Regions from separate parts of the Mus musculus genome. Here all the other regions are linked to region 1. Evidence: chromatin contacts called from public promoter capture Hi-C data. All regions are on one chromosome and are shown on one strand. Each heading gives the region's core, a stretch centred on a gene start, on an enhancer-like site or on the middle of the called end of the contact. The rest is flanking DNA. Distances are from core to core; before and after follow the strand shown. Region 1 holds the start of Dhcr24 (24-dehydrocholesterol reductase). Region 2 holds the start of Zyg11b (zyg-ll family member B, cell cycle regulator). Region 3 overlaps Prkaa2 (protein kinase, AMP-activated, alpha 2 catalytic subunit). Region 4 holds the start of Plpp3 (phospholipid phosphatase 3). Region 5 holds the start of 4930407G08Rik (RIKEN cDNA 4930407G08 gene). Region 6 holds the start of Lrp8os2 (low density lipoprotein receptor-related protein 8, apolipoprotein e receptor, opposite strand 2). Region 7 holds the start of 1700047F07Rik (a long non-coding RNA gene).

The links. Promoter capture Hi-C pulls out the DNA fragments that hold promoters and counts their contacts.
Region 2: a promoter capture Hi-C map of pre-B cells shows a contact between it and region 1, with 2.6 times the contacts expected there. The contact joins the promoter of Zyg11b here to the promoter of Dhcr24 in region 1. A contact is called at or near these places in 2 of 39 promoter capture datasets (hippocampal neurons and pre-B cells).
Region 3: a promoter capture Hi-C map of liver shows a contact between it and region 1, with 3 times the contacts expected there. The contact joins the enhancer-like site here to the promoter of Dhcr24 in region 1. A contact is called at or near these places in 5 of 39 promoter capture datasets (the 3T3-L1 cell line, hippocampal neurons, liver and 1 more) and 1 of 115 datasets of contacts at active chromatin or transcription factors (large pre-B cells).
Region 4: a promoter capture Hi-C map of stem cell-derived epiblast-like cells shows a contact between it and region 1, with 6 times the contacts expected there. The contact joins the promoter of Plpp3 here to the promoter of Dhcr24 in region 1. A contact is called at or near these places in 4 of 39 promoter capture datasets (the 3T3-L1 cell line, the C10 cell line, pre-B cells and 1 more).
Region 5: a promoter capture Hi-C map of pre-B cells shows a contact between it and region 1, with 2.5 times the contacts expected there. The contact joins the promoter of 4930407G08Rik here to the promoter of Dhcr24 in region 1. A contact is called at or near these places in 2 of 39 promoter capture datasets (hippocampal neurons and pre-B cells).
Region 6: a contact with region 1 is called in a promoter capture Hi-C map of stem cell-derived epiblast-like cells, with 4 times the contacts expected there. The contact joins the promoter of Lrp8os2 here to the promoter of Dhcr24 in region 1. A contact is called at or near these places in 3 of 39 promoter capture datasets (hippocampal neurons, pre-B cells and stem cell-derived epiblast-like cells) and 1 of 115 datasets of contacts at active chromatin or transcription factors (pancreatic cancer cells).
Region 7: a contact with region 1 is called in a promoter capture Hi-C map of stem cell-derived epiblast-like cells, with 2.3 times the contacts expected there. The contact joins the promoter of 1700047F07Rik here to the promoter of Dhcr24 in region 1. A contact is called at or near these places in 4 of 39 promoter capture datasets (cranial neural crest, embryonic stem cells, second pharyngeal arch cranial neural crest and 1 more), 1 of 115 datasets of contacts at active chromatin or transcription factors (embryonic forebrain) and 2 of 9 other capture datasets (adipose tissue and liver).

What each region holds. Positions count from the first base shown.
Region 1 is chr4:106,559,064-106,563,266 of GRCm38.p6, forward strand. Dhcr24 (24-dehydrocholesterol reductase) reads left to right here and starts at 1,975. Exons shown (of 9, transcript NM_053272.2): 1 at 1,975-2,334. The coding sequence starts at 2,104.
Region 2 is chr4:108,298,740-108,302,942 of GRCm38.p6, forward strand. Zyg11b (zyg-ll family member B, cell cycle regulator) reads right to left here and starts at 2,351. Exons shown (of 14, transcript NM_001033634.3): 1 at 2,152-2,351. The coding sequence starts at 2,181.
Region 3 is chr4:105,087,736-105,091,938 of GRCm38.p6, forward strand. All of the region lies in intron 1 of Prkaa2 (protein kinase, AMP-activated, alpha 2 catalytic subunit), which reads right to left. Among named protein-coding and RNA genes, the nearest start is that of Gm36893, 20 kb to the right of the region's middle. Within about 2 kb of position 1,911, at least 11 of the 459 cell types and tissues checked have an H3K27ac peak or open chromatin away from gene starts, as enhancers often do. A contact at or near this core is called in liver, where this site is marked.
Region 4 is chr4:105,155,512-105,159,714 of GRCm38.p6, forward strand. It overlaps Plpp3 (phospholipid phosphatase 3), which reads left to right and starts at 1,836. Exons shown (of 6, transcript NM_080555.2): 1 at 1,836-2,452. The coding sequence starts at 2,314. It overlaps Gm29838 (a long non-coding RNA gene), which reads right to left and starts at 1,160. Exons shown (of 2, transcript XR_376486.3): 1 at 1-1,160.
Region 5 is chr4:107,951,604-107,955,806 of GRCm38.p6, forward strand. It overlaps 4930407G08Rik (RIKEN cDNA 4930407G08 gene), which reads left to right and starts at 2,329. Exons shown (of 3, transcript NR_131071.1): 1 at 2,329-2,368.
Region 6 is chr4:107,820,776-107,824,978 of GRCm38.p6, forward strand. Lrp8os2 (low density lipoprotein receptor-related protein 8, apolipoprotein e receptor, opposite strand 2) reads right to left here and starts at 2,247. Exons shown (of 2, transcript NR_151515.1): 1 at 2,159-2,247. The region is part of intron 2 of Lrp8 (low density lipoprotein receptor-related protein 8, apolipoprotein e receptor); the gene reads left to right.
Region 7 is chr4:107,687,152-107,691,354 of GRCm38.p6, forward strand. 1700047F07Rik (a long non-coding RNA gene) reads left to right here and starts at 2,449. Exons shown (of 4, transcript XR_867984.2): 1 at 2,449-2,587. It also overlaps a transcript of Dmrtb1 not described here and the pseudogene Gm12899.

The DNA.
Region 1 (4,203 bases), core at 725-3,224:
GAGTTCCGGTCCCAGCATCCACCTTAAAAGCCAGGTGTTGGTGGCAGGAGAGAGCCCCGCAGTCAAGAAGCCTGTGGGTCCTAGGACCGTCATGGTGGCTCTCAGTTGTCTGTAACTCCCACTCTAGGGAATCCACTGCCCTCTTCCGAGCTTCACACGCTTCTGTATTCAAATGGCACACATGAACACACATAAGCATACACATACACACAAAAACTGTGAAAAATTATTTCCAAAGTTTGGTATGTCAGTGAACACCTGCAATAGCACTGGGAAGGAAATTTTAAAAAAAACGAAACAAACAAACAAACAAAAAAAGTGGATCCCTTAGGAATTACTGGCCTGCCAGTCTAGCAAGCTCCAGGTTCTTTGAAAGTCACTGTTTCAAAAAGGAGGGTGGACATTGAACTTTTGTATACACACATAAGCACACATGTCCTCCCTTGCACAAACAGGAGTGTTCGAGGTCACAGTTATGTCTACACATACACATATACATGCACACCAAGAAATAAAAATTTTACTATTAACCCAAGATAATGTAATCATTTTGACCAAAGTCAATATGAATATTATGAACATGTGTTTTACACTTAAAGGACATTTCAATTTGTGTAAGCTACTGACAGCTCTATCAGTAGCTGTCATAGCTGGGTAGGACGGTCGGTTCCAGTCTGGACTCCTCCCTTTGGAAGCTGAGGGTAAACAACCTCTCACTTTGAACTTTGATTTCTATTGGATATTTGAACTCCCACATACATTCTTCACTTATCCTTTGGTCAACAACGGTGTGCCTTACAATGCCCTAGTCATTATGCCACAAATTGGAAATTCAAAAGTGCTGTAATAACAAGGTGTTGTTTGCCCTAAAGCTCCATCTGTAGGAGGGAGAGACACATAAAGGGACAATTATATAAAAATGGAAAGAACTGTGAGCCTCTGAAAGAAGTACATAAACTTGGCTTTAGAAGTGGCACCTCGCGAATCTCTAGGCTGTGTAGTGCTTTACCTCGGTGATACAATGGGGAAAGAGCCTTCTAGGGACAGATTCACCGAAGGTGGAAGGTGGCGCTATAAAGGATGGCAGAATGGAGTGCCCGAGTCCGTGTCCGGACAAAGGTGGAAGGGGGGGGGGGGGGGGAAGGAAAGACACGTGAAGCAGACAAGGCCCTGGGAGGTTTGAAAAATCTTCAGAGCTTCCTCCTGTTCAGGGAAAGTGCAAATACCACCGGACTCAAGCTTCTGGCGAGGTCAGAGGTTGTTCCGCAGCCTGGCCTGGTTGCTCCGCAAGGCCGGGGCCATGTGCTGGGTTCTTACTCTTAATCTAGGGCTGCCATGCCGCCTTGAAGCTCTTTCTTCCTGTCTCCAAGCCTCCATCCACTTTGGGTTCAGCATGGAAGAATGCCATCAACGCCTCTGTGCTTTTTAAAATTACTCGACAGGTGGAATTCACCATCGCGTATTTTAAAATGGGGGTCCCAGCTACCCACGGCCCAGAACTGCTAAGGGGGGTAGTTCAAATGCATTTATGGTAAACGCCCTGAAAATTGAAAGGATTCCCCCTCCTGGCCATGTGCCTACAGAGTGTCATGACCTGCCCCGGTCAAGGCCAGAGGCTCTCCTGCCAGGGTTGCAGGGTGGTTGTCTGGAGCGCCTCCCACCCTGGGGAGGTAACCCAATGCACAACTGCTTGACGTGTGTCCACGGGAGGCACCACCCAAGGAGGAGATCAAGGGTGGTCCCGCTGCCTCCAGAGCGAGAGCCCTAAACCCCGCCAAGCCCGCCGCTTGCCGACCCTACCAGCGCCCCCAGCCCAGGTCAGCCCCTCCTCGCACGCCGACTAGAAGAGGGTGGAGCATCCCGGTTCCCGCAGCCAATGAACGCAGCGGCTCCCTGGTCCGATCCCCGGCGCGGCTCACCATTGGTCGCCGCCTGGGTCTCGGCCCACCGAACCTTGGCGACCCAAGCCAATCGCGAGGCGGCGGGCCCGACTTACAGGCTCCCGGGGCGGTGGCGGCAGGCGCTGAGCCGGCGGAGCGCGGAGCGGGCGAAGGAGACGGGCGGCGCGAGCCCGCACCCTTCCGCGCGGTGCGCCGCGACACCATGGAGCCCGCCGTGTCGCTGGCCGTGTGCGCGCTGCTCTTTCTGCTCTGGGTGCGAGTGAAGGGGTTGGAGTTCGTTCTCATCCACCAGCGCTGGGTGTTCGTGTGCCTCTTCTTGCTGCCGCTCTCGCTCATCTTCGATATCTACTACTACGTGCGCGCCTGGGTGGTGTTCAAGCTGAGCAGTGCGCCGCGCCTGCACGAGCAGCGCGTGCGGGACATCCAGAAACAGGTGAGCGGCGCGGGGCGCGGCTGTGCGCCGGGGTAGCGGTTCTCTGGGCGACGGGGGCGTGTGGGGCCGGAGGAATGGGCGTGGGAGTGGGGATCGCAAAGGACCTGGCGTGTGATGGGGGAAGGGACTGTCCAAGGATGAAACGGAAGCAGCAAAAGCACCGGGGCAACAAACAGAACCCTAACCCTAGGTTTATAAAGTGTCTGCTAGGTGCAGGGCATGCGCAGTGCCTAGAAAACGAGGGACCCTAAACCCTCGGGAAGTGCGCAACAGTCAGGTAACTCAGGCCCCCCACATTCCAAAGGAGGAATGGCCTCTGGAAGGTGGTTCTGGGAAATGGGGAGGGGGGAGATCCAAGTGGAGAGATTGGCTGAGCAGAAGTAGGAAGCTGAGGAGCACAGTCATGAGAGGAAAAAGGTTAGAAAGTCAGTTTGGAGAGGAGCCTTATGCAGGAAAGAGGTGAAAGTTTGTTTTGCGGTCCGAGGTGCTTCGGATCCTTTTACAATGGAGGTTTAAAGAGAGATTAAAAGGCAGGATCAGCCCCCAATTCCGTGTAATGTGCAGCAGATTCTGCATCCAGATGTAGTCGTCCCAGTAAGTAGATGAGGAGTTCATATAGGCCAGCCGGCACCAAGGCTAAGACTTCTCTTCACAGTGAAGCGTCTTCCCCCTCATCCAGGGTTAGCATGGGCTCCCTTTGCCCTCCTTATATTCCTCTCTAACTTGCATCAGGCTTCAGAGAGCGTCTGCTTCCTGCCGCTGCCCGCATGGCAACCACCCTCTTGTTCTATTTACTTCTTGCTGTATGCTGCAGACTGAGCACCACAGGCTTAGCCTGCAGGTGCCAGGCAGAGTGACCTCCAGACCAGAAGACCTTACCCAGGGAGAGGAGATGCAGAGGGTGCATCGATCAGAATCACTTTGCACCTCCACCCCCACCTGCACCATTTTCCTTGGGTCTGTCTGCAGGTTCTATTTGCCATTTATTTACCTGCTGGATGTCCTGTGAGCACCAGAAGACAGGACTGTTACCTGACGGCTCCCCTTGGGGCAAGAGTGTATTAGTGAGAGGTTGTTAACCTAAACTAAATGGAAGGATGCGCAAGGAACAATGGGGCCCTACACGCCATACCTGTGCCACTCGTGTGTGCAGTTTACAGTCCACGGCCTCCTGGTGTCTAGTACCAGTTTTACTAAAATGAGGTTCAAAGTGTGAGTCATGTGCCCAAGACAGCACAACCGATAAATAAGGCAGGCAGTCAACATTGGCTTCGGTAAGAGCCTGAACTCTCAACCCCCTCAGCCTTGTGTCTCCATCCCATCTCTGATTTTGTTGCCTCATGCCTAGTTTCTTACCATAGCTTCCCAAATAGTTACCTACTTTCTGGACCCTTTCTGTCTCTCTTGAGGATTTGACAAAGAACTTTTTAACCCCCAAATCCCATCAATGTCCCAAGCTTGATAGTTTCTGCCTGTGTGATCCAGCAGCAACCGCTAATCCACTCCCTCACACTCTGTTTACATAAAGTCTCCCACTGCAGGGTCAGGCAGAGCTGGGTGGTCTTGGAATTCACCCTTTGTCTTCCCACCGGGGACTCATAGTCCTGCATTTCTGCCAGACTGAATCAGAGGAAAGCCCCTCCCCATCCTGAGCCCTCTGACAGACAGCTCCAGGGCAGCCCACTGACCCTTGACCAGACTCTTGCAAAACTTAGTTGAAGCTGGTTTGAGTAAAAAGGACACTAGCTTGTGTCCTGAACAGCATCTACCTGCTGGATGCCCTGTGAGTTCTAGAAGACAGTGACTGTTATCTGACAGCTGCCCTTGGGGTCAGAGTATGTTTGCGAATGCCTGTTAGATCAGTACAGC
Region 2 (4,203 bases), core at 1,101-3,600, 1.7 Mb after region 1:
GGAGGAGGAGGAGAAAAGAAAGGAAGGAAGGCAGCCAGCCCCTTTCAAACAATAAATGTGGTGGTCCCTATCCCTGGATTTTCTATGCTCCAAAGTTCATAAAAATTTCTGTTTATTAGCTAGCCAGCTGATGGTATTTTATTATAGCAACCTAAATGGACTAAGACAGTATCTTTCTCACCACACAAGCTATTACACCTCCTATTTCTTCCATCCTTCCAGGTAGTAAACATGTCATCCTTCACTACAAATCTTTTTCCCCCAGAGAACAGTTTCTCTGTGCAGCCCTGGCTCTTCTGGAACTCTATAGACTAGGCTGACCCCAGGGATCCATCTGTCTCTGCCTCCCCAGTGCTGGGCCTAGAGGAGCACCTGACTTTCACAGCCGATCTTAAATCTCTTCCCAGTCACACTTAAAGTGAAGTTTTCTTCTTCTTTCCCAAATGAGCCACATAAATTCTATTCATCTTTTAGGCCCAGCTCAAATCACGCCTTTGACTCCCCATCCTTTGAATAACTCATTCAGTCTCCGTGGAAAGGCCTGCATTTCCAAAAGTCTAACAGCCTGGTACCTTCTCCAGCAGGATGGCTCTCTAGTCTGAAAAGAATCATCACTACATCTTATTCTACTCCTTTTTGCACCAAAAGACGCTTCAACTCACCCTGAGTAGTCTGCAAGGTGCCTCAAATTTCAGTGGAAGACTGCACTTGACAGGTGGGGAAATGAGATCATAAATCAAACCATTCAAGAGTCTACCTGACCTGGGCACTGGGAACTCAGGGAATTAAGTAAGGCCCAGTTGTTTCCAGACTCTGACTCTCCTTGGGAAGGAACAGAACAGCACACAGTAACAGTGGAACAAGTGAGAGGCAGTCACTGGGAAAAGACAATGGAGGATCAGCAGAGTCAGGGAGCGAGGGAGTGTTTCCCGGTTAAACACCAGACGGTAGGTTACCTTCCTAAAAGTCAGATGGAGGGAAATACAACCTAGGAACTTATGATTATCAACAAGTCTTTTTGACTAGAATGTATTATTTCCTCCCAGAGATCAACATTTATTTTGTATAGGATAGAACAATGCTTTCAATATATACACAGCAAAACGCGGATAACACTTAAAAATGGGACTGTAGTCACAGCCATTTTGAAGCAGAGGAAAATTTGCAAAGAAAGGGTTTCTCCAAGAAAGGACAGAAAGGACAGGACAAATACAACCTTTCGGAGGAAGGTATTCGAAAGACTGTCACAATCTGACTGCCAGGCTGATATTCAGACCTCAAATGCCCTTGGTCTCTGCCTCCTAACAAAAACAAATCATGTGCTCTGAGCAACAACTGTCAAGCCTGCAAATTACAAAAGATTTTTAATTTCCCTAACGGTAACTCCACATGAAAACACATTCAAAATAAAAATGTAACAACCCTTTTTGGCTATTTCTGTCAAAAGGCCTGATAATCACATAAGGCTACAGGATGTACTCTGTAACACACCCCACTCAGGTTTTTGCAATGACACTAAGTAGTAAAGCTTCCAGACTATTCTTCCATACCGCCAATCTCCCCTCACTTCCCCACTCCAAAACAGAACGGAGAAAGAAAGGTTACTAATCTGTATGTACCCGCCCAACAGCTCCCGGGTAGCAATTGCCTTCCAATTGCTCCTGCTTAGCCCTCTGAAACCTGCACAAGGAAATGGGGACAGATGTGTGAGCCGGCGACGGAGGACATCCGACAAGGGGCAGAGGAAATGCGGATGGTCGAGGACCAAGGGGAAGAGGGGGCGCCGGAGATAAAATGGTGAAGAGGGTCGAGGAGGGAAAGGAAGCAAAGTGTGGGAAGGAAAAGTGGGGGGTGGGGGTGACTAACGACCATAGAGGAGAAAGGTTAAAATGGTTGAGGAGAAAGGGGAGGGTTAAAGACAGGGAAGGGGGGACGAGGAGAATGCGAAGGAGGCTGTCACCGGGGGACAAAAGGGTGTCACCGGAAAGAAGGGGGATTAAGGGATGTCTCCCAAAGAGGTTTGCTCCTACTGGTGGATGGGGAACGCGAGCCGGAGGAGACAGAGGGAGGGTGCAGGAAGAAGGGTGAGACGGCTGCCCGGCGTCCTCGGGCCACCCTGCGGGGGGTGGGGGGCAGGCCGCGCTAGCTCACCATGGCTGCGTGGGCCTGGTCCTCCGGCATGCAGCCTCGGTCCTGCGTGCGGTGGCAGGCGGAGCCCGAGCCCGCCGCTAAGATCAGCCGGCTCGGGGGCTCCAGGAGGCTCGGGTCAGGCAGCGGCTCCGGGCTGGGCCCAGGCCTCGGCCTCGCTCTTCTGAACTACAGCAGCCGCTGCCGCAACCTGACCGAAACACAGACTCCGCCTCGCTCGCCGCGCCTGCTGCGCCCCGCCCCCCCGCACGAGGTCCCGCCCCTCTCCCTGAGCCTACCGCGCCCTGCCCCTTAGAAGTCCCGCCCCTCTCTCCCTTGCATGTCTCGCCCCGCCCCAAAGTGGTCCCGCCCCCTGAAGACCCCGCCCCGTCCCGGCGTAGACTCCATTCTCAAACGCCAGCCCTTAAAGGGGCCAACGCCCTCTGACGAGGCTGTAGTCTTTCCGTTTGGAAGAGCTTTAAATCTTACCTCCAGAAGACTGCAGCGCTTACCCTCATTCTTCAAAACTTAACTTCTGATTCATAGTCATTAATTTTTTTTTTTAGTCATTAATTTTTGTTGTCAACGTTCTTAGTGATTTTAGCATTCTGTTACATGATGTTGTTTTGCTGTTGTTTTCGTTTTGTTTTGTGAGAAAGAGTCCCTCCACATAGCATATGTTAGGCAAGTATTCTGCCTGCTACTGCGTCACATCCTCGGGCCCCACAATCTCAATTTTGACTATGGAGCTTTCCCTCTTTAACCTGCTTTTCTTTTTTCTTTTTAAAGATTTATTTATTATTATATCCAAGTACACTGTAGCTGTCTTCAGACAGCACAGAATAGGGCATCAGATCTCATTACAGATGGTTGTGAGCCACCATGTGGTTGCTGGGATTTGAACTCAGGAAGAGGGGTCAGTGCTCTTAACCGATGAGCCATCTCTTGGCTGCCTTCTTTTGATCTTATGTAAATGGTGTTTAGCTATGCTATATTTTTCCACCCTCTAGGTAGCTACTTCAAGTCCCTCTTCTCAGGCCTCCGATATTTCCTTCTTCATGCTCATTTAACTAATCATTTTTGCCTTCAAATCACTGACAAAGTAAATGGACAAAACAGAACATCTATATAAGTTTCCATCACTGACAGTGACTTCCAGACTACCTATAACTCCACTTGTATACTTTTTCCTTTCTGTAGCCCAGGCTAGCCTTCACTATGTAGTCCAGGTATGCTTCAACTCTCCATTTCTCTGCTGTGGTGGTTTGAATAGGTATGGCCCCCATAGACTCCTGTGTTTGAATGCCTGGCCCATGGTGGTTGGTGATACTAGGAAGAGTAGCCTTGTTAGAGGAAGTGTGTCACTGTTTCTCCAGAGCGCACACTTCTGGAGACCTAACCCCCTAGCCTCTTGCCACTGGACCATCTTCCATTTTAATCACTATCAAGTATACAGGTCAGGCAGGATTAAGTACTGGTGAAGCCATCGCCAAACAGGCACTCCAGAAGGCTGCCACTTGATTGTTTCCATCGTGTTTGTGGTAGTGGGAATTAACTACAAGGCTTTGCACATGCTGTGCAAGTGTTCTCCTCTTGGGCAACATCCTCAGTTGTTCAGACTCTGCCGCTCTTGCAAAACTGAATGTCTATCCCTATATTCTTTCTCACTGTCCCTTGGCAAGTACTGTGCTACCTTTTGTTGGAGGTTGCAGCAGTGCTGGGTATTAAGTTGATGACCTCACACACGCTATGCAAGCTCTCTACTACTGAGACACACCCAAAGCTAGCATAGTCCTGATTTTTAATCTCTGTGGATTTGATTACTCTAGTGATGGTTGTTTGGTGGGAGGCTGTGTATTGTGATGCTAAATTCTGTACTAATTCTCTCATTTACCAGCGTTTGTTGTGCAAACCTTGTTCCTTAACTTAAAGCTATTGGTTAAGTAAAAATGGTACAACCAATTACTGGAGGGATTAGAGGTAGGCAAGTTTTGAGTTACCTGGCTGATTGATGTTTGCAGAGAGAGAGAGAGAGAGAGAGAGAGAGAGAGAGAGAGAGAGAGAGAGAGAGAGAGG
Region 3 (4,203 bases), core at 661-3,160, 1.5 Mb before region 1:
ATTTTTTAATTTTATATACTTTATTACGGAAAATAACGAATAAATAACATTGGTTTTATAAAAAGATAAGTAAATTCAATACACCTCCAGTTAGACACTATCAAAAATGAGAAGATTCAAATAAAATTAGAGGTGAAAAAAATAAAAAACACCTAACAATCGGTACTACAACACTAACACAAATAACCTATATGCCAACAAAATGGAAAACCTACGTTGATCAAGGGCTTGATTTCTGAACACACATGATCTATCAAAATTAAACTATAAAAACATTTTTTTTAATAAAGACCAAACAAACCAATAAAAAAACTGACTATTTAACTATTGTAGCTAAAAACTAAATAAACCAACAGGACAGGGTGGCTTTATTATTGAATTTTACCAAACCTTTAATAAAGGGTAATTCTCTCCCCAAACTTTTCTAAAGAATCAAAGGGACTTAAAACCTTCCAAATTCATTGTATGAGTCCAACATTACCCTGATACCAAACACACACACACACACACACACACACACACACACGCTAAAGAACAGAAAATAAAATTTCCCAACAAAACCCAAAATATCCATTGAAGAGTGCCAATGACAGCCTTGGCTTGGAGAGGGGTTCAAGAGAAGGGGTGTTTGAGAGCTGCGAAACAAAACAAACCACTCAAAGTCGATTTCTGGATCAAGCTGAGGATGGCCCTTGTTCTGCACGAGATGGCTGCCTAGCAGGTCTGTGGATAGCTCTTGGTTCTGTAGGCTACTTGACACAGCTTTCTGCTTGAGACAGCTCTCTCTTGCTAGAAAAAAAAAAATTCTAAAAGTTCACTGGATTGCTCATAGTTTTTCCAACCAAACTCAGAAAAGCTGCTATAAAAAGTTCTTGGATTTTTTTTAGAAAAAAATCTAAAAGAACTGTGTTTGCTCTCCAAGCAACTGTGTAGATGCTAGGAGGGAAAAAAAATCTGAAAGAGCTGTGCTCACTCTTCAGAGATCTCCAGACAGCTCAGCTCTTGCTAGAAATTCTTCTAAGAATAAACAAAGAACAAAAAACTGCTATTGCTCTCTGCTGGCTCATCTCATACAGATCAAAAGCCCAATCTTTTATTTACATATCAATTCAGTCATTTACTCCAGGCTCCTTCTTTAGCATCCCTAGAATCAGCATTCCATGACCTAGCTCCTTGGTCTTAGAAAAAGGACAGCAAACGCACTTTTGTTTTAACACTGTAAAAGAATTCAGAGAACTTGCTGACTTTATAAACTTAGCTGGGTGGGATCCTGTCCTAAAATTACTATTCCTACCACGCCTAGGCCTGGACCTAAACTCCCTCTGTCCCAGGCTGACGTTAAATCTGCCAGTCTTTGAAAACATAAACAAACAAACAAACAAAAAATTAGCTAGGTGTGATCTTGCCCTGCGGGTCACCACTCCCTAAATCTCTTTATCTCCTTCCTTAATATCTTTCTGACAAGTTGGCTCATAGTGTTGCTGCCTCTGTTCCTTTACATCAGTGAAGTCCCTTATATAATTCATATTGCATTCTTATATTTTGCATAGTTGAGAAATTATAAATTTTTGAGCTCATGTTTTCAGAGTTCCTTCCCAAGGCTTTCCTGAAGGTCACAACATTCTACAATTTTGCTGAGACATTAGACACACCTGTTCATCTCCTGGACTTGTGCTGTCTCTGATTATCCTGGAGTCATGAACCTTGTCAGAGAGAACATTCCTCGAAGGAGAAATATGAAAATCTGGACAGTATTATACAAACAAGCTTGACGCCCACAGCAACCGTCAACACTCATGGAGGCCCATGCCCTGATGGCTATGTTCCAGGGGCAGGAACCATGTCATTCCATCCCTTACATGGCCACGCAGGACTCAGCAGAACAGCACATCAAAAAGGCACAAAGGTTATTCACACACACGCGTGCGCACACACACACACAATATCACTGTGATCAGTTGACTTATTTCAGGGATCCAAGAATGGCTCAATATTTTCAAATCCATAGACAAAGAGACAGTTCATCAGGTAAGGGCACTTGCCACTAAGCCTCTCTGAGTTTGATCCCAGGGCTCTAAGGTATAATGAAAGAACCAACTCTTGTGGGTTATCCTTTGACCTTCATATATGTGCAGTGTCATGCAATACCCCATATACCTTCGTGCACAAATAGACATGAACACAGTAAATAAATAAGTTCAAATTTGTTAATTAAGTGTATTAAAATTTTGATAAGGGCTAGCAGGATGGCTCAGTGGGTAAAGTTATTTGATGCTATGATCATTTTAAAAGATGCATTAAAAGGTATTTAATAATCTTGAACATCTCTTATGACTTAAGAAAAAAAAGAACTTACTGCTAACAAACTACAAAAACCAACTCTAAGTGGACCAAAGGCCTAAGTGCAAGACTTGAAACTATCGTTTCGATTGTCCATGTGCTTATGAATATGATCACAAAGAATGAGAACAAAAGCAAAAATAAACAAATGAAAACACTAAATGAAAGGCTTCTAGGAAGCAAAGAAATTAATCAGTAAAATGAAGGGACAAACTATAGAATCAGAGACAACATCTGCCACTCTCCATCTGGCAAAATATTTCTATCCGGAGTACATAAGAAATAACGTGTCCAGTTTAAAAGTGGGCAAATAACCTTAACAGGCACTTAATAAAAGGGATGTAAATAAGCAACAAACATGTGCAAAATGCTCAATACCAATAGCCTCTGAGGTATCCATTCTGTCTCTCTGCCGGAGTGTCTAAACACCTCGGCAGGCCAGCCAGAGAAGACAGAGCAAAGGCCCAAAATGCCACAGCCTGTGTTTCCCTTTGTGGTGTCAGACACCATTACACACCAGACCGGAAGTGGAATGTAGTCTGGAATGAATGCTGTAGTTCCCAGTCTTCTCTCTGGCTATCCAGGCACCTGGAGAGGAAATCAGGAATAGGGGTCTGAGGTCCATGTTTCCCCTCAGGGTGTCTTCAAGCCAGGCAGGAAGGGGAAGACAGCCTGAGCCGAGCAGGGTCTGAGTGGGAACAAGAGCCAAGTACAAGAACGATAGGAGAAGAGAAAAGCCTTATTTGGGAGTCTTAGCATTGAGAATCTTTAGGCCAAGGCCTTTGCTGTGGTGATCTCTAGTGAAACAGCTCACGGAGATGATCTTAGCTTCTTCATATTGCTTTACTGGGGGTGAATGTGGACACATACACCTTATTCAGGGCGAACCAGGGATTACATAACTCTTAGTGGAAGGGCATGTGAATATCCAGGAAGGGAAGGTCATTGGCTGAAGGGTAAGACTATCTAGATACCTCATTATCAGGGAGAAGAACTCCAGGTGCCTGTGGTCCTCTCAGTTGAGTATCATGGTTCCATGTTCCAGAGCAGGTACAGAGAAAGGCAGAGGCTCTACTCCTGCCATTCTCAAATCTCTGAGATTCCTGGGATGGGAGCCCACTCAGCCTCACCAGTTCTTATGCCTGTCTAGTGACACAGCCCACCTGCCCTACATGCCTCTAGGGAAATATAAACCAAACCCTAGTTAGAATGGCTTTTTTTTTTTAATACGAGGAATTCTATTACACTGTCTGTTGGAAAGACAAAGCATCTACTATAAAAGATGTGCCCTGCTCCCCGCCCCCCCAAATTCAAAGACAATCCAGCTATCCCAAGCCTGAGAACACTTCCAAAGGAAATTAAATCATCGTACCAAAGAAACACCTGCAGGTCCAAATTATTGAGAATATGGAATCAATCTAGGTGCCCACCTCCACTAAGCAGCTCAAGAAAAGGATATATATAAACACAATGAAGCTATAAAGAAGACTGAAATCCTATCCTTTAAAAAAATGAAAGAACTTGGATGATGTAAAATAAACCAGGCACAAATCGACAAGTATTACATCTTCTCCCTCATATGTAGAAGCTGAAATAACATGGCCTAAATGTAGGAATGTAATTATGAAAGACTGGGAAGGATGGCTATAGGAAACTGAATGTGATCTACATATATCAGAATATCAAACTAAACCCTGTGAGATGGTCTTAATGGCAAACTCTGAAATAGGGTAGAAAAAAGCTACTTCTAAAATGATAGGGATGAGTGTTATACTTGTATGTCTTTCTAACATGGCAAAATGGCATGAATAGAAAACACAGGATGCTTGAAGCAGCATTATTCATAATAATAAAAATACAAAA
Region 4 (4,203 bases), core at 586-3,085, 1.4 Mb before region 1:
GGTGAAAGATCAGGGTGCACCGGAGGAGAAACAGTGTGCTAGTTGAGGGGAGGAAGGTTTATGATGTAGGTAGAGGGGTGGGACCGAAGCGGTAGGCAATAAAAGGGATACTCAAGAGGGCTGGCGGTGGGATACAGAGTTATGGAGTGGCCCACTAGGGCAGTCGGATATCATTTGTACTATCCATCCAAAAGCTAGGACTTGGAGCTGGGGAGATGGCTCCGTGATTAAGAGCAACTAGTGTTCTTGCAGAGGACCCAGATTGGGTTCCCAGCACCCACACAGTGGCTCCCAGTCATCTGTAACTCCAGTTGTAGGGATCTAACAGCCCTCCTTGGCCTTTGTGAGTGCTTCGAGCATATGGCACACAGACATACATGCAGGCAAAACACTAGTCTGTATAGACTGATATAGAATACTAGATAGAATAATCTTTTTATAAAAACTAGAACCAGCTGCATCTAATTCCAGCTCTCGAGAGGCAGAGGCAGGCAGATCTATCTCTGTGAGTCTGAGGCCAGCCTGGTCTACATAGTGAGTTCTAAGACATATTAGGGCTAGAGAGAGAGAGAGAGACCCTGTCTCAAACAAACAAACAAACAACAATGCTAGAACCATTGAGCCATTTCCACCTCTGTATTATAAAGACCCTTGGAAGAAATGTGCATTTGTATGCTATGTACTGTGCTCCAAGCTTGATACTAAGGAAAATGTAAGGGAGGGTCCTGACCCTTCAAGTGTTGATTCTCTTGAAGGAAAAAAAAACAAAAAACAAAAAACCAGCTCATAAAAAAGTAATCAACTTTAAAAATCATATAAAACCATATAAAAAGTATTCAAAGGGAAACATCAGATTCCTTGAAAGTCAAGGCCAATAATGCTCAGGTATGCCGGAGGCCAGCTGGACTAGGAAAGAGGCGGGCAGGCTTGGCTTTGGTTACCCACGTTCAGAACTAGTAGTATTGGCTCAACTCACCGAGCTCCTCTGTTGTGCAAGCTTTGCTGCAGAAGCACATGAGAAAGAATCAATTATATCTCCACCATGACTGCCTGGGGAGAAATATTTTGGTGTCTGTAGTTTACTCGCGGGGAAATTAAGGCACAGAGACATAGGATTCTAGAACAGGGGGTCTGGCTCTGGAGTCTCTTTTTTTTTCGGGGGGGGGGGGGGTGGAGGGGAGGTTCGAGACAGGGTTTTTCTGTGTAGTCCTGGCTGTCCTGGAACTCACTCGGTAGACTAGGTTGACCTTGAACTCAGAAATCCGCCTGCCTCTGCCTCTCAAGTGCTGGGATTAAAGGAGTGCGCCACCACCGCCCAGCCCGGAGTCTTTTACACCGTAGGATCTTCGGAATCTAGCACAATTATCCGGTGCTGAGCGTTAAAAGCAAAACAACAACCAACCTAGCTTTCCTTGAAAATTGAATTTTTAGGATAATCCAATTCAAGGCTGAAATTTGTAAATAAATAAACAAGTAAATAAAGAAAGCATTTTAGTATTATAGACCTCCCACCGATCCTCTCCCCACCTCTAATCAAAGGCCAGCAAGAAAAAAAAATTTTATTTATATGTTTTTTTTCCTCCCCTTTTGTGATGCTTTGGAGTTTCTGAACGCTAGGGGCTCCCTGATTCTCTGGTTTGAGAACAACTTTTTCTTTTACGATTTTTTTTTTTTTTTTTTTTTTGGAAAAGGGGTGGGGGAAATGTGGCCTTAATTATCCTACGTTTTAGGCAGCTTAAGGAAGGGGCTGTGCTTTCTGAATCTTGTTGGAGCCAAGTAAGGAGGTCCTTCTCCTCCCCCCTCGCTTTTTAAAGGCGCTCGTGAAATATAAGCTCAGAAAACAAACCGAGCGATCACAGCGGCAGCCCGGGCGGCAGCAGCAGGAGGAGGAGGAGCAGGAGGAGGAGGCAGAGTTGGAGTTGGGCAGACGCTGAGGAGAGCTAGCTGCAGGACGCTGCGGAGTTGCAGGGCTCCGCGCTGCTCCATTCATTAAGTAGCTGCGGAGGATCGTGGCGGGACGCCGACGCTGCCCACTCGCAAACTCCAGCACGCAGACGCACGCCAGCCGGACGCGTCCGGGGCAGCACAGTTCTGCAAAAGTTCCTGCTCGGGATTTGGCTCTCTTCCCCTTGGACTAGCGAACAGTTTGGGGTTGAGAGGAAAGCAGAGGCGCCCAGAGGGGAAACCTACCCGCGTCTGCAGTTGGAACTACTCCGCCGGGCTGCACTCTCGCCGCCGCGTCCCGAGCCCGCATACCCGCTCCTGAGCAGCGGCGGCCCGCATCGCCCCGGGAGGCTCCCCGCAGCCAGCGCCATGCAAAGCTACAAGTACGACAAGGCGATCGTCCCTGAGAGTAAGAACGGCGGCAGCCCGGCGCTCAACAACAACCCGAGGAAGGGCGGCAGCAAGCGGGTGCTGCTCATCTGCCTGGACCTCTTCTGCCTCTTCATGGGTGAGCGCAGTCCCACGGGTCCCACCCAACCCCTTCCGGGCCCCGGGCCCCGCTGCGCTGTCAGCCCCCAGGGTCCCGCAGCCATCTCCCCCACCCCCGGGCGCCGTGCTGGCCGCGAGCTCCCCGCCCTCCCGGACCCCCAATCCCCGGCCTGCGAATTCAAGTTGGGGCGTGCTTGTGCTTTCGCGGCAGCTGGAACCACCTCCTTAGGGGTGATCTCCAGCTGGGAGTCCGGCCCAGCACCTCGGAAGGTGTGAGCTCGAGCTCCAAGATATGGAGGAAACCTGTGGCTCTCTGCTCTGTATCCGAGTCAGATGCGAGTGAGACCCATCTCGGTCTCCGAGCAAGGCAGGCTCCTGCCGGAGTGGCGCTGCTCGTCCCGGCTGCATGTAAACATCCACCCCTTCCGTCGCGCTGCCTTGCAGGGCCAGTCGCGCTAGCCGGCCTTGTCACTCGCTACTCGCTTGGCTGAAAGCCCCAGAGGGTGGAACGCGGCTCTACCGGGCCAGGTGCTGGGCAGCGAGGAGCACATCACTTGTTGAGCGCCTACTGTGTGCCAGTTGATAGGCCGCTTCCCGGGCATCAGCTTTAAACTAGCTCACTCCCTGACTTGTGCCGGGAGGCCACTGAAAGAAAGGCTGCCTGCCACAGTCTTGCTTGGGGGCCACAGTGGAGCTACACTCCCTCAAAGTTGAGGCGCTAGCTCAACTATTAGAACAGATGCAAGTTTCAGCTGAAAGAGCGGTGGGAGGCTCAGGAATTGAAGTGGGAGAAAAAGGATTTATTAAACGGGGGGGGGGGGGGAGCAATTGACATACATCCAGGGTTGAAGTAAAAAAATAGGACTTTTTCCTTTAAAGCGACTTTTGATGTAAATGTGTGGAAAACTTGTCACCAAAGCATTGCCCCTCTGCCACCAGCTGGGTGTGCCACCTAAGTACCCCCTTGGCCTCAGTATCCTCCTCAGTTGAATGAGTGGATTCAAGTAGATGGTCTGTGAGGCCCCTTCCTGCATTAAGAACTCGGATGCCGTCCAGGAGCCGCTCTGCCAACACGGCTAACGGAAGAAACATCTGTGTTCCCAGTTAAGTTCCCCCAAAATAGAAAGAACTCCTGCACGGAGGCTTCATCCTTTTGGAAGGGGGTTAGCCGGGGCAGGCTGTGGCGACCTGGCTTAACTTCCTTCATTGAAGACTCTTAGGCAGTGGCCTCTTGTTCTTGCCGGACTACCTTCCTTAGAATTCTGTGAGACGATGGGTTTCTTAGAATTTAAAATTAAGAATGGCCCTCTTGTGATAGGGACAGTTGGAGGGAAGATTACGGGCTGTGAAAGGCCAGGGGGCTTACAGTAGTAGTTATGGAGATCCAATTCTCTGCTCAGATCCCAGGCGCTCAACCTTAGGATGCTATTCAGAGGACTTGTCACTGGGGGGCCTGCCTTCCTGGTGGCGGCAGGCTTATTATCATGCGTAGTGAGCCAGATGACTTAAGGTCTTATAATCAAGTTGTTGAATTTTTAAAAGACCCTTCCAGGTCCTGGGGTGAGGAGGAGGATGAGACCACTAAATACTTAGAAGCATAGAAGCTGGGTGCAGCAGCTACCTGGGCTGAGGCCTCCCAGGGTTTGAGTGTCTCCTTGGTGGGTGGGATCAGCACTTTCTCTGGTACCTGTGCTGGCAAGCCCCCTGCCTCCTGCTTTATCCTTAGGAAAGCAAGAGCTGGATTTCCGACGACAGCCTTCGCACCCATTG
Region 5 (4,203 bases), core at 1,079-3,578, 1.4 Mb after region 1:
GAGCAGTCAGTGCTCTTAACCGCTGAGCCATTTTTCCAGCTCCCCATTCCCACTTCTTGAGCTATGACTGCCTTCAGTGCCATCTGCCTTTTTCTGTAAGGAAGCTTTCTTCTGCCCCACCAGCACAGATTGTCCCTTTAGCCAATAACTTGCACACAATGTTTCCTAGTTAATTTAAAATTTTTTAACTTATTTATTTTATGTATATGGGTGTTTTGTCTGCAAATGTATGAGTACCCTGTGTGATATACGTCCTGTGTGATAAACCACCTAGTACCCCCAGAGGTCAGAAGAGGATGTTGGCTGAGACTGGAGTGACAGATAGTTGTGAGCTGCCATGTGGGTGCTGGGACTTGAGCCTGGATCTTCTGGAAGAGCAGACAGTGCTCTTAAGAAGGGAGTCATTTCTCCAGTTACCCAATAGCAGATTTTTATCATGTCTCAATCATCATTGAGAGCTTAAGTGAATCTAAAGTGGGAAGAGGCAAAGGTGGAAGGGGAGAACTGACTCCACAAAGTTGTCCTCTAGCCCCACACACAAAGAGTAATAATGAAAACATAATTTTTAAACTGATTAAAGGAAATAAACCTTCATTTAAAAAGACAATTGTTAATTATGCAAACTGATAAATAAATTACATGCAATTACAATTAAAATCATGGTATGGACAATTTTCTCCCTAAGATGGAGACTCATGTGTTTGAATGCTTGGTCCTATTAGTAGGTGCGGCCTTGTTGGTGTAGGTGTGATCTTGTTGGAAGAAATGCATCATGGAGGGGGTGGGCTTTGAGGTTTCCTATGCTCTGGCTACACCCAGTGTGGCATGAAGTCTCCTTTTTTCCCCTAAAACACGCCCCCCCAAATGTTTATTGAAGGTCAGTACAAAGGAGGAGGAAGCAGAGACAACAACAAACATAGGAGGAAACGAGCCTTAAAAACTGTCAAAAATGGGCTGCCTCCATATCTAGGTGTGTGAACTGCTCTTGCAGATCATCTGAGTTCTATTCCCAGCACCCACACACCGGGCAGCACCACAAACTGGGGGCCAAACATTCACACTATGAGCCTACAGGAGCCGTTCTCATTCAAACCACCACACCCATACACATAATTAAAAATAAAATCAATCTTTAAAAAATAAAATAATTATTAAGCTGAGCGTGGCGGTGTGTGGCTTTAATCCCAGCTTGCAGAAGGCAGAAGCAGGCAGATCTCTGATTTTGAAGCCAGACTGGTCTATAGAGTGAGTTCCAGGACAGCCAGGACTACACAGAAAAATCCTGTCTTGGAATATTAAAAAATTAATAATGATAGTAGTAATAATAATAATAAATGTGTTTAAATTTTAAAAATCTATTTATTTGTATGTGTACAGGTATTTTGCCTACATGAATATCTGTGTACCACATGAATGCTTTGTGCCTATGGAGACCAAAAGAGGGCACCAGATCCTCTGGAACTGGAGCTACAGAGAATTGTGAACCTTTAGGAATTAAACCTGGGTCTTCTGGAAAGGCACTGAGTTCTCATAACCACTGAACCATCTCTCCAGTCCCTGTATGGGTGTTTCTCCTGCAGGAATTTCTGTGCAACACAAACATGCCTTGTGCCCATGGAAGCCCCCAAAGAGTTTCAGAGCCCCTGGAACTGGAGTTACAGTTGTGAGCCACCATGTAGGTGCCAGGAATTAATACAGTCCCTCGGGATGAGTAGCCAGGGCTCCTAACCCCTGAGTTGTCTTTCTATCCTCTAGAGAGACTGTCTTGGGTATTGTATGAATGCATCACCTGTCATAAAAGGCCTGTGGTTTAGGCAGGAAATAGAAGTGGGACATCTGGGAGAAGGATTCTGAGATAACCAGGTGTTGTGATTATAAAAAGATAAAATAATATTAAGATATGTTCTATGGGGGGTGGTGAGGTGTGAGGTAAGGGGGTGTCTCAGGGGGCCCATGCTGAGGCACCCCCCCCCAGCCACACCACGACAAAGACAGTGTAGTATAGAATACAGTTTATTCAGGGCATGGGGAGGGGAGTTAAGAGGGTAGAAGAGGCAGAGAAAGGCAGAGAGAGGAAGAGAGTAGAGAAGTAGAGGCCGGCCATGAGCACGTGGAGAGAGGAGGAAGGGAGGGGGAAGGGAAAAGCCCAAGATGGCAAGAGAGAAGCAAGAGGGAAGCAAGAGTAAGGGAGAGAGGAGGGGGCAAGCAGCCCCTTTTATAGTGGGCCAGGCCTACCTGGCTGTTGCCTGGTAACTGTGGGGAGGAGCATACCTGGCTGTTGCCAGGTAACTGTTGGGGTGGAGTTTAGACAGAATGCTAACACCAGGCAGGAGATTCTCTGGGAAGATGTGACAAGATGGGTACACAGGTAATCAGCCATGTGGCAGAATACAAGCTAGAATAAATGGGATATTTTAAGTTATATCTAATCAGAGAAGAGCCTAGCTAAATGGCCATGGTATTTGTAAATATATTTTGAGTCTGAGTCTTATTTCTGGGGACATGGGAATGAGAGGTAGAACCGGACCGACCATCAACAAAATGTTGCCCAACACGGGGTAGTTAGAACCTAAGCTTACAGCCTAAAAAGACCCAGGTAAAAAGCAGGAAATAGTCAGGCTAGCCGGACAAGAGATCTGGCCTCTAAAAACCAAAAAAAATAAAGAACAAGAACAGACCGAAGCCAAAGCTTCCCCGAACAACACAAGACGAATAGCTGGGAAAGAAAGTTCTTAGCCAAGAAGCAGGAACCCGCAGAGAGAGTACAGAAGGAGGCTTTTTAAAGAGGCCCCTACTAAATTTAAAAACAGAAAGTAGACGTTGGAGCTTCTCCCAAGGGCAAAACACTGCAGTGCCAGGTAGAGTGCGAGAAACCAGCTCTAGGTTGCATGCAGCGGATGCAGCCACAAACGGCAATACCTGGGGAGAATTCCTGGAAACCACAGCTATAGGATAAGCCACTTCAGGTTCTCCCAAGCTTGGCACAGCAGGTTGACCCTGTCCTGTCCTAAGGGAATTAACGCTCAATACTCATGGCGTGCAGAAATGCAACATTAAGTTTGCTGCTGCAGCCAGAATTGGACAGAAGGCCAAGACACCATTCCCTGTAAACAAAGGGTCAGGGGTGTGGCCAGGCACCGCACAACATCTGCGCTAAATAACAGCAGACACGGGAGACAGAGATGGGCAGATCTCTGTGAATTCTAGACCAGGCTGTTCTACACAATAAAAAAGTTCTTTGTATATAGAGACTGCTGAACTTAATCAGAATGATTCTGAATGGTTGGCATTGTTTATTCAGCTACAGTGATCAGAAATTAAGAAGCATCCATTGTATATAACACACATCAGAGCCCATACAGTTCTGCCAGGCCCTCTGGCACAAGGTAATAGTGAGATTGAGCAGCTATGGATAGGAAGTGTACTAGAGACTTCAGAATTTTATAAAGCACACACACACACACACACACACACACACACACCATGTTAACAGCAAAGGTTTAAAGAAAGAATTATCTATCACTTGACAACAAGCCATGGAAATTGTGAGGGAATGTCCTACTTGTTCTTTATATAACCAAACCCCATTACCTACAAGAAGTAACCCTAATTGTACCCAAAGAAATGAAATCTGGCAAGTGGATATGTTTCATTTTACGGAGTTTGGCGAACTAAAATATAAACCCCATACTATAGACATTCAGGATTTCAGTGGGCAACTGCCTTAGCTTCTGAAAAGGCAGACTCTGTAACTATGCATTCGTTAGAAGTTATGGCCATTATGAGACTACCCATACAAATTAAGACTGACAATGCTCCAGCATATGTCTCTAATAAGATGAAGCAATGTTTTACATATTATGATATAAAACATGTTACGGGTATACCACACAATCTTACAGGACAAGCAATTGTGGAGAGATCTAATTATACCTTAAAAGAGGTGCTTAACAAGCTAAAAGGGGTAACAAAGACCCCCACAGGTAGATTGCATAGTGCTTTATCAACCTTAAATTTCTTTTGAATGTTAGTAAGCAAAAAAACCTATGGCTGCAGAAAGGCATTGGATTGCAGAAAAAACTGCTGAACCTGTGCCAGGAAATGTTCATGAACCCCCAAAAGACCACCAAGGAGCCGATTCCGATGTAATCTCATTATGGTCTCTTTATTTAAGCTCGAGCTTGGGCCACACCACCATCTTTG
Region 6 (4,203 bases), core at 997-3,496, 1.3 Mb after region 1:
GCAGAAACAGAGCCCCCTCCCCCCCATCAGGTGAAGATCCAGGAATGTTACAGTGTAATCTTTCCTCAGCTTGAGTTGTAGCAGCAGATGGCCCTTGCCTGCTTCTTGGCAAGGTAAGGGGTGGGGCCCCTGTTAGGTGCATCCCCTCACCCTAAGTCCTGCTGCCTCCCTTGGCCTATGGCTGGGCCATGCCTGAGACATTTGGAACAAATCCAGGTCTTGGGTGCCTAGGATTTTTTTTTAATTAATTAGAGCATTAAATGGTAGCCCAATGGGAGAATCCCACCATCTGGCTGTCACAGGAGAGGCAGGCAAATCTCTGCATATTTGTCTGTAGTGTGTGAGCATCACAGGAAGCCACCTGTGCGTGTGTGGGTATGCAGCCCGTGTGCTGCAGTGTGTACACAGTGTGGCTTGGTGTGTGTGGGGCACACATGCGAGTATAAGCGGCTGAGTGTATCTCTGCGCATGCATGCTCATCTGCATGTGTGTGCACTGCCATGCCCGAGGACCTCCATGTCTATTTCAACATACTTCCCTGTGTGTGGTCTAGGTCCAGGCCTGGCTGGAGAGCAACATGAGACAGGCTGGGCTGTGTGCCCAGCGGCCTCTTGAGCCTTCCTGGCAGAGGTAGTGATCACAGACTGTCTGGGCAGAAGGCAAGATGGAGCTAGGTTTGGCAGGTATGCACTGGCATTGGGAAGGAGGCAGGAATCCTTGTGCTGTGTTTGACAGATGGGGAAACCCAGGCCGATCCAAGCACAGAGCCAGGATGGAGGGACAGGACTGGAGCCCAGTCTCTGGACTCCCTGTAGTGGTTTTATCTGTTCCCCCAGGCTATTGCCCTGTCCGGTAATTTATGCCTTAGGCATCTTTTATGCTGTTAGAGTTTCACGGTGGCTCAGAGAGGCTCTTGAAAGAGTACTCCTCTTTATTTCACAGGACTGACCAGGATCAAGCTCTGAATTCCCACTGTAGCCCCTTCCTTAGAGGAAGTACCCTGAGCTGCTGGAGAGCACTGGACCTAGTAGGTCTACTCATTCGTTGTGTGATGTAGGCCATCTTGTCCCTCTCTGAACTTCAGGAGAGCTGTAAGAACTAAGTAATGACTGGACAGGTTGCTCGTTAGAAGAGTGCTAACCTAGCATGCGCGAGGCCCAGGGTTCAATCCCTAGCACTGCATGATATCAGGCATGATAGCAAAAGTAGGAGGAGGGTCAGAAGTTCATGACCGTCCTTGGCTACACAGTGAGCTTAAGGCCAGCCTGAGCGACAGAGTGATCTACTACCCTGTCTCCAAAATAAATGGATAGATGATAGATAGATAGTGTCGTTCAGTTTTAGAGCATGCGTGAGGCCTTAGGTTCATTTCTCAGCACCAAGTCAAGCGAGGATCTATATGTAATAGGCTTTGTATACCTTAAGGAGCAGTGTGGTGGCCATCACTCCATGGTCAGGGCCAAGTCTCACATTCCTCATCTAAGAGTACATTATATATACCAGGCAAGTAGCCTGCATGAGGTCACATAGGGGCAGAGGCAGGATTTAAGCTCTGGGACCTCTAACCTGCTCCTGGCAGGAGGAAGACCACAGCAGGCAGTAGACGAGACTCTCCCAAACGTCCATGCCCAGAGGAACTGGCTACTTGGAGGGGAGTGAATTTGTTCTGTAGTGCAAGCAATGATTGCATGATAGGTGGCTTCACCTCCATGCAAGCCATAGAGGGGTGGTTTACTGGGGAGCAGGCTGGCTCAAGGCAGTTGGTATCTTTAGCTTGTATAAGGAGCGAGAGTTGTGAGATGTGGTCCAGAGGCCTGTGAGCAGGGAGGCTGCCCCCGCCGCTTCCCCTCCCCCCTCCCCCTCCCCCAGAAGTCTTCCCTAACTTCAGAGTTCACCAGTACCTGGCAGGTGCCTGGCACACAGTAAGCACCCCCCTTCTGCTCCTGATTCTCTTGGCTTCCAGCAGTACAGACCTGAGACTCTCCTACGAGTAGGATGAGTGAAACTGGTCCTTGTGTGAGTTAGGTCTGGTTCTTCCTCCCAGCCCCGTGCTCTCAGAAATAAGATCCAGACTCAAAGTATAAATTGGCCATATAGCTAGGCTCTTCTCTGACTAGATCATAACTGTAATAATCCATTCTGCCACATGGCTGCTTACCTGGGCTCAGGCACCAAGTGTCCCCCTCGTCACATCTTCCCCTGTGAATCTTCCCGTGCCTGGCTCTATCCCAGAATTCTTTCTGCCTCCCGGATGTCCCACCTTCTCTTCTACCCTTTCCTATAGGCCATAGGTTTTTAAATTGACAGGTGATGCATCCATGCAATACACCAGATGTTCTCTCTGCAGCCCCTCCCGTATGCTACACCTAGCACTGAAGGTGCCGTAGAGGGAAGGACAAGGGGAGGCCTAGCAGCCTCTGCACCCAGCCCTCCCTGAGTGAACCTGGGGATCCCTCTACCCTAAGCACTTGCCAAGCAGATCAGTGGCTGCACGTGGGCTTGCCTCTCCTCTCCCACCCCCGCTTTGGCATCGCTGTCTCCAAGGTAACGGGGAATTTTCCCTCCCTCTCATCATTAGGGTGCCAGGGCAAACAAACAGCCCTAATCCAGATGAGCCTTGGGCCACAATCACACTCTTCTGGGGTTTTCTTTTTATTTCTAGCGATTTTGAGAAGCTTGGAGTAATTGGTATTCCGCACAGGTTAACAGGGGCACTGCCTCCGCAGTATTATGCCTTAATTTTCTTTATCACATAGCAAGTTGGAATGAATCACCCCGCTCCTGCCTTTTTCCCACCGAAACCTATTACCAGCCTGTCTGCTGGTTAAAGTCATTTCGTGGCAGCGCTTGGCTTCTTGCCACTGCCCTGGGAATCTTTCTGACCAGAGCCAAAGAACAAGGAGGGTGAAGAATCCATTTGTACAAAGCGGGGGTCTCCCGTTGAGAACTTACTTCCCTCCCTGTTCAGAAGGGACAGCTTTCAGCCTCTTGCCTGCGCAGACTGGCCATATGTCAGCGGTGGGAACGGGATTCCTGGGCCTGCGGTGGGGGAGGGGTGGCCATGCCTACTGCTCCTGGCACCTGGGTTAGATCCCATGACGAGAGTTTCTGGGCTTCTGCAGCTTGCTTGTGAGAGTCTTTGATGGCCGAGTGTCCCACGTTCTGACCCAGAGGGCCTGAGCAGTCTAGCTTGGGGTTTTGAGACTCTAAAATGTTTATTTTGGAACATGGAGAGTTGAATCTGTGGTTCTGTGGCTCCTTTTTGATTCTGAGATAGATAGAAAGATAGATGGATGGATGGATAAATGGATGGATTATAGATACATACATACATACATACATACATACATACATGCATACTGTGCTTACACAGGGTCTATCATTGAATGTTAAATACATTTGGCTAGGCTGGCTGGCCAGTAAGCTCTTGGGTTCTATTGTCTTCCCTTACCCTCCTAGGGTTATACGTGGCTTGTTTTTTTAATATGTGTTCTAGGGGAGCAGAATCAGGCCGTTCTGCTTACGCAGCAGGCGCTTTATCAGCCGAGCCACCTCCCAGTGCTCTTGCCTGATCTCTTCAGCTGCTCTTAGTTCTGTCGTGTTGGGTCCTGTGAGGGAGGAATTGCTTTGCTAAGCTTACCTTAGAAATGTCACCTCAGGTTGGCCCCAGCTTCTCTGGCATCGTCTCTCCGTTCATAAAGTTGAGGACTGAGCCAGGTTGCCTCCAAGGCCCAAGTTCCAGGTTTGTCCTGCCTGCCTGTCGTGCCCTGCGTGGCCTGGTCTCTGTCTAGCACTTCATGGGACCTGAGCCACACATGTCTCCTGTCCATCTGAGCCCTCAGCCATTCCAGAAGGAAGGCTGCCCAGCCCTCCCTGGAGTCCCAGAAGGAAGGCATTGATGGTGCCTCAAAGTCGCTTCGCCCCAAAATGTTAGCCCTGTGTTCTAGGTCAGGAAACCGAGGGACTGAGAGATGAATTCATCCATCATGGTACAGCTTCCTCCTGGGACCTTGTCTGTGTCACCAAGGCTGCACAGCTGTGGCTGGAGTCTCACTAAACACAAGAGATTTGGGTGAGAGAGAGAGCAAGAAAGGGGGGGAGCACGAGAGAGCACGAGAGAGCACTCACGCTCTATCACCACCCCTTTCTCTGAGGTCCAACTAAAGGCTTCCTCTTTAGGCAGCCCTCCCTCCCTGGCTCGGT
Region 7 (4,203 bases), core at 1,199-3,698, 1.1 Mb after region 1:
TTCTGCTTACTAGCTAGCTCACTTCTGTGAGCTTTTCACTGCCCTGCTGTGAAATCTTTCTGGTGATGCCAGGGTGCAGAGTCGGCCTTGATTTTCTCCTTTGAGTCTTTGATTGCAACTCTCTGGTGTCCGTGTTCCTGTCGTAGTGTTCCCTCCCCCTCTCGGTTCCCCGTGCGCCGCACCCCCTCCCCCCACCTGGGGCTAAGAAGTTGTTACCATTCTGGGCTCATTAGACTCTTGAAAGTTGCGAGGGGCGGGGGTGGGGGGGGTGGGGGGGGGTGGGGGTGGGGGAAGGTTCATAAAACTTTGCTTGTTTAAAAAAGTTTTCCTCATTTCTGAAAGTGGGCAAGAGCGTATTCACTGGGTTGTCATTTCAGGAATTTTACAGGAAACTGGCACCATTCAAAGAGTCTAAGTTTTAGATAGGAAGTGACTTTAATCCCAACATACGGACCTCTGAATTCAAGGCAGGCCTGGTCTACAGAGTTCCAGGACAGCCAGGGCTGCACAGAGAAACCCTGTCTCAAAAACAAAACAAAACAAAAACTCAAAACAAAATCATCAACAACAGAACAAGCAAACAAACAGAGAACAATAGTCTAGCTTTGTCTCTGCCCTGCTCTAACACCTATGTATACCTCACATTTTAAAAACAGGCCCCTTAGATGGAGGGTAGACGATCTTTCTCCAGTACTCACCAATTCAAACTGTCTAAATTTTTCACTGACCTTGTTATTTAAAACTATACCTAAAAAATCAGTTTCAGGGGCTCTGGTGGCAAGAGCTAGCCAGGGCACTCGGAGGTCAGATGCCTATGACCATGCATCCTTTATGGGTGTGGGAACTAGTGGGGGTTTCTTCTCACACACCAGAAAAAAAAAAGCAGCCTTGGGGGTACATGAACCCTGGTGGCAGGAGTGAGCAGTCAGCTTTTTGTCCCCAGGTTCAGCTGCTGGGGGAATCCAAATGGCAGTTACCTCCCAAACCAGCAAACTACAGCAAGTTACAGCCTTCAGAGCCCCAGGTGACACGGCCCAGAAAGCCAGATGGAGTGTCCTTTGAAGAAGGTGACATTATCTACATTACTGACTCAAGCGTTATCAACTGATGGAAGGGCGGCAGGACTCAGCTAATTCCAAGCAGGGATGTGACCGAGCAGGCAGGATCCACTGACCACCAGCTGCACTGGGCAGCCTGAGCCAGAGGGGTGTTTGGCTAACCCAGCGGGTGTTAATGGCTTAGACAGAGCTGGAAGCACGGCTTTGTCTGGACTTGCCCTGGTCATCGCTAAGACAGAGTGAAAGTCCCGTTTACAAAGCCAAGCAGTGAGCAAAACAGACAGACGGGAGACAAGCAGTGAGCAGAACAGACAGACAGGAGACAAGGCTTTCATGCTGATGCCCACGACGGTTGCTCCTGGGAAAGGCAAGAACGGTCTTAAGAAATAACAGGAAAAAGCTGGTCCTGACCGTGGCCGTTGATGCTGCCTGCACATTGCTCTGGAAAGAGACAGGAGACAGAGTTGATTCAAACACTATGCAGTGCCCAGGACTACTTTTTAATTTTTAAAAAATGTGTGTGTGTGTATGTCTTTGTGTATGAACACGTGTGTGTGTGTGTGTGTGTGTGTGTGTGTGTGTGTGTGTGTGTGTAAGCTAATAGATACTGGATATCTTCCTCAATTACTAACCATCTTATTTTTTTTGAGACAGAGTCTCTCGATGAACCAGGAGCTAAGTGATTCAGCCAGACTAAATGGCCAGGAAGCAACAGGAATGAATATATATATATATATATATATATATATATATATATATATATATATGTATATATATATATATATATGTGTATTCCTGTTGAAGAATATTTGATCACATTGTGAACCCTGAGATTGTTATTTACTGAAAAAAAAATGTTTCTAGTTATGAAGTAGGTAGCCCTTAGCACACACCTTTAATCTCTCTGGCTGGAATACAGACACACCTTTAGCACACATCTTTAATCCCAAACAATGAAGGTCAGGTTAGTTTGTAGAAGGAAGCAGCCGTGTTTGAAAGTGATGTCTAATTGAGTGGCAGACAAAGTGGTGAACCAGAGAAAGGTATGAGAGAATAGGATACGCCCAACTCTCATGAGAAGAGAGAGGTAAGAGAAGCTGTTTAAGAGAGAGGAGTTTTAGAGAGAGAGGAAAGGAAGGAGGCAATTTTACTGGGGAGTTTTACAGAGACAGGCTGCAGAGAGAACAAGCTAGACATAGGTGAAGTCAGAATGAGCCATAGAATGAGAAGGAGCCAGAAGATTAGAACAGATTGCCTAAGTTAGTATGAGACCAAGCAAAGGAATTCAGGAGAGACAGAGATAGAGACAGGCAGAGAGAGAAACACACACACAGAGAAAACAGATTGAAACAGTCAAAGCTCAGGAAAAAAAAAAACCAACCTAGAAAGTGTGAGCTTATTCAGCAGCGAGTCTCAGAGGCTGAAAATATTCTAGACCTAGATAAGATTGTACAGAGGCTAGAAGCTTCCAGGACTAGCGTAGGTTAGCAGACAGAGGCAGCAAGCCTCGGAGACAACGATCACCTCAGGTGAGTAGAAGTTACTTTTATATCTTTCTCTTTGTCTCCTGAGCCCTGGTGTCACCGGCATGTGCCCTTGGTTTTACGCAGGTGCTGAGCATCTAAGCTCAGGTCTCTGTGTTTACATGGCAACCGCTTCACATGGCAACCGCTTCACTGAATGATCCACCTTCCCATCCCACCCCAGCAAGACTGTCCTGATGGAGAAGGTTGGATCCATTCCTTTCTGGAGATGCTGTGGGATCTGATTTCTTTTGCTTCAGCCATCCCAAAACCTTGTTTCCCACTGCAAGATCTGTGATAAAGTAATCTATGTGAGCATGGCAGCATCACACTGCGACTCCATGGGACATGTGAATGAATAGCACTCACTCTTAGTTTGCCAGAAGTGACAGGATGATTTTCTGTATAAAATAATTCCTGTTCACCAGAATAGATTGAAATGAAATTGTTTCTATTTGTCAAACTATAGAAATTTGAAGAATTCTTGTTCCTGTTTAAAAACATAAAAAAAAAATTTTTTTTTCTTAAAGTTCCCTACATCAAAGATTGGGATGTTTTGAATGGGTTTTTCAAGAGAGGAAATACTTGTTATAATAATAAACCAAAGTACTTAACAGAAAATTGTTAGTTATCCTGACAAAAAAATAAAGATTTTAAGAGTCTTTTGAATATCATAGTCTCAATAAGGGTTTTCAAATTTTCTGGGTGAAATTCTAGGTGCAGTGGGTGCTTGTCTAGTACATGTGAGATCCTAGGCCTAGTTCCCAGCACCAGAAAGGAGAAGACATGTTATATATACTTTATTTATAGTATTTTTATTGTGTTACATACATATTAAAGTCATTGAGTTGTTTGTTGTGGCAGATGCATGAGGGTTGCTGCAAGTCTGAGGCCAGCCTAGTCTACAGAGGCCAGCCTAATCTACATAGCATGTTCCATGCTACCCAGACCCTGACTCAAACCCCCCCCACACACACACACATACACACACACACAAAGTCTGGAGCATAAATTGCATCATTCCACAGCTTAGCAATACCACAGACTGAAAGGCTAGACTTTGCATTATCAAATTTAAGTTTGAACATCAGGTACCGGTGGACCATCAGGCCTGAGGCAATGTTTATTCAGATTCTACATCTGACCACTCAAGCTCTCTTCATGTCCTCATTAATAATTGAAGAGAAATGCTAGTCAACGTGAGTTCTTTTTGAGTTAACATATTTTAGTCTTGTTAAATACAAAATGCTTCTGTGTTCACTTCACAGCTGGAAGGGCAAAAGATACCCATGGCAATAGGAATTTGCATAGTGCTTGGGAAATATTAATAAACAACTGTATATCTTTTAAATCAGTAGTCACATGACAAGGTGCAGAAAGCCTGGGGTGATAGAATAAACAAACCGCAGACGTTTATCCCCTTCCAACCTCCATTTGTGTAGGCAAATTTCAACAGTGCTGTATTTATTTTATTCTTGGAAATTCAGGCAATTTGAAAGCTTTGTGTTTTTAGGTTGAGAGCTGATTGCGTCTCAGGCTGCTGTCTTTTAAAAGATAAAACACATTTCTTAAAAAGACACTGGCGTGATATAAGAGAGAGAAACTGGATGTCAAAAAAGGAT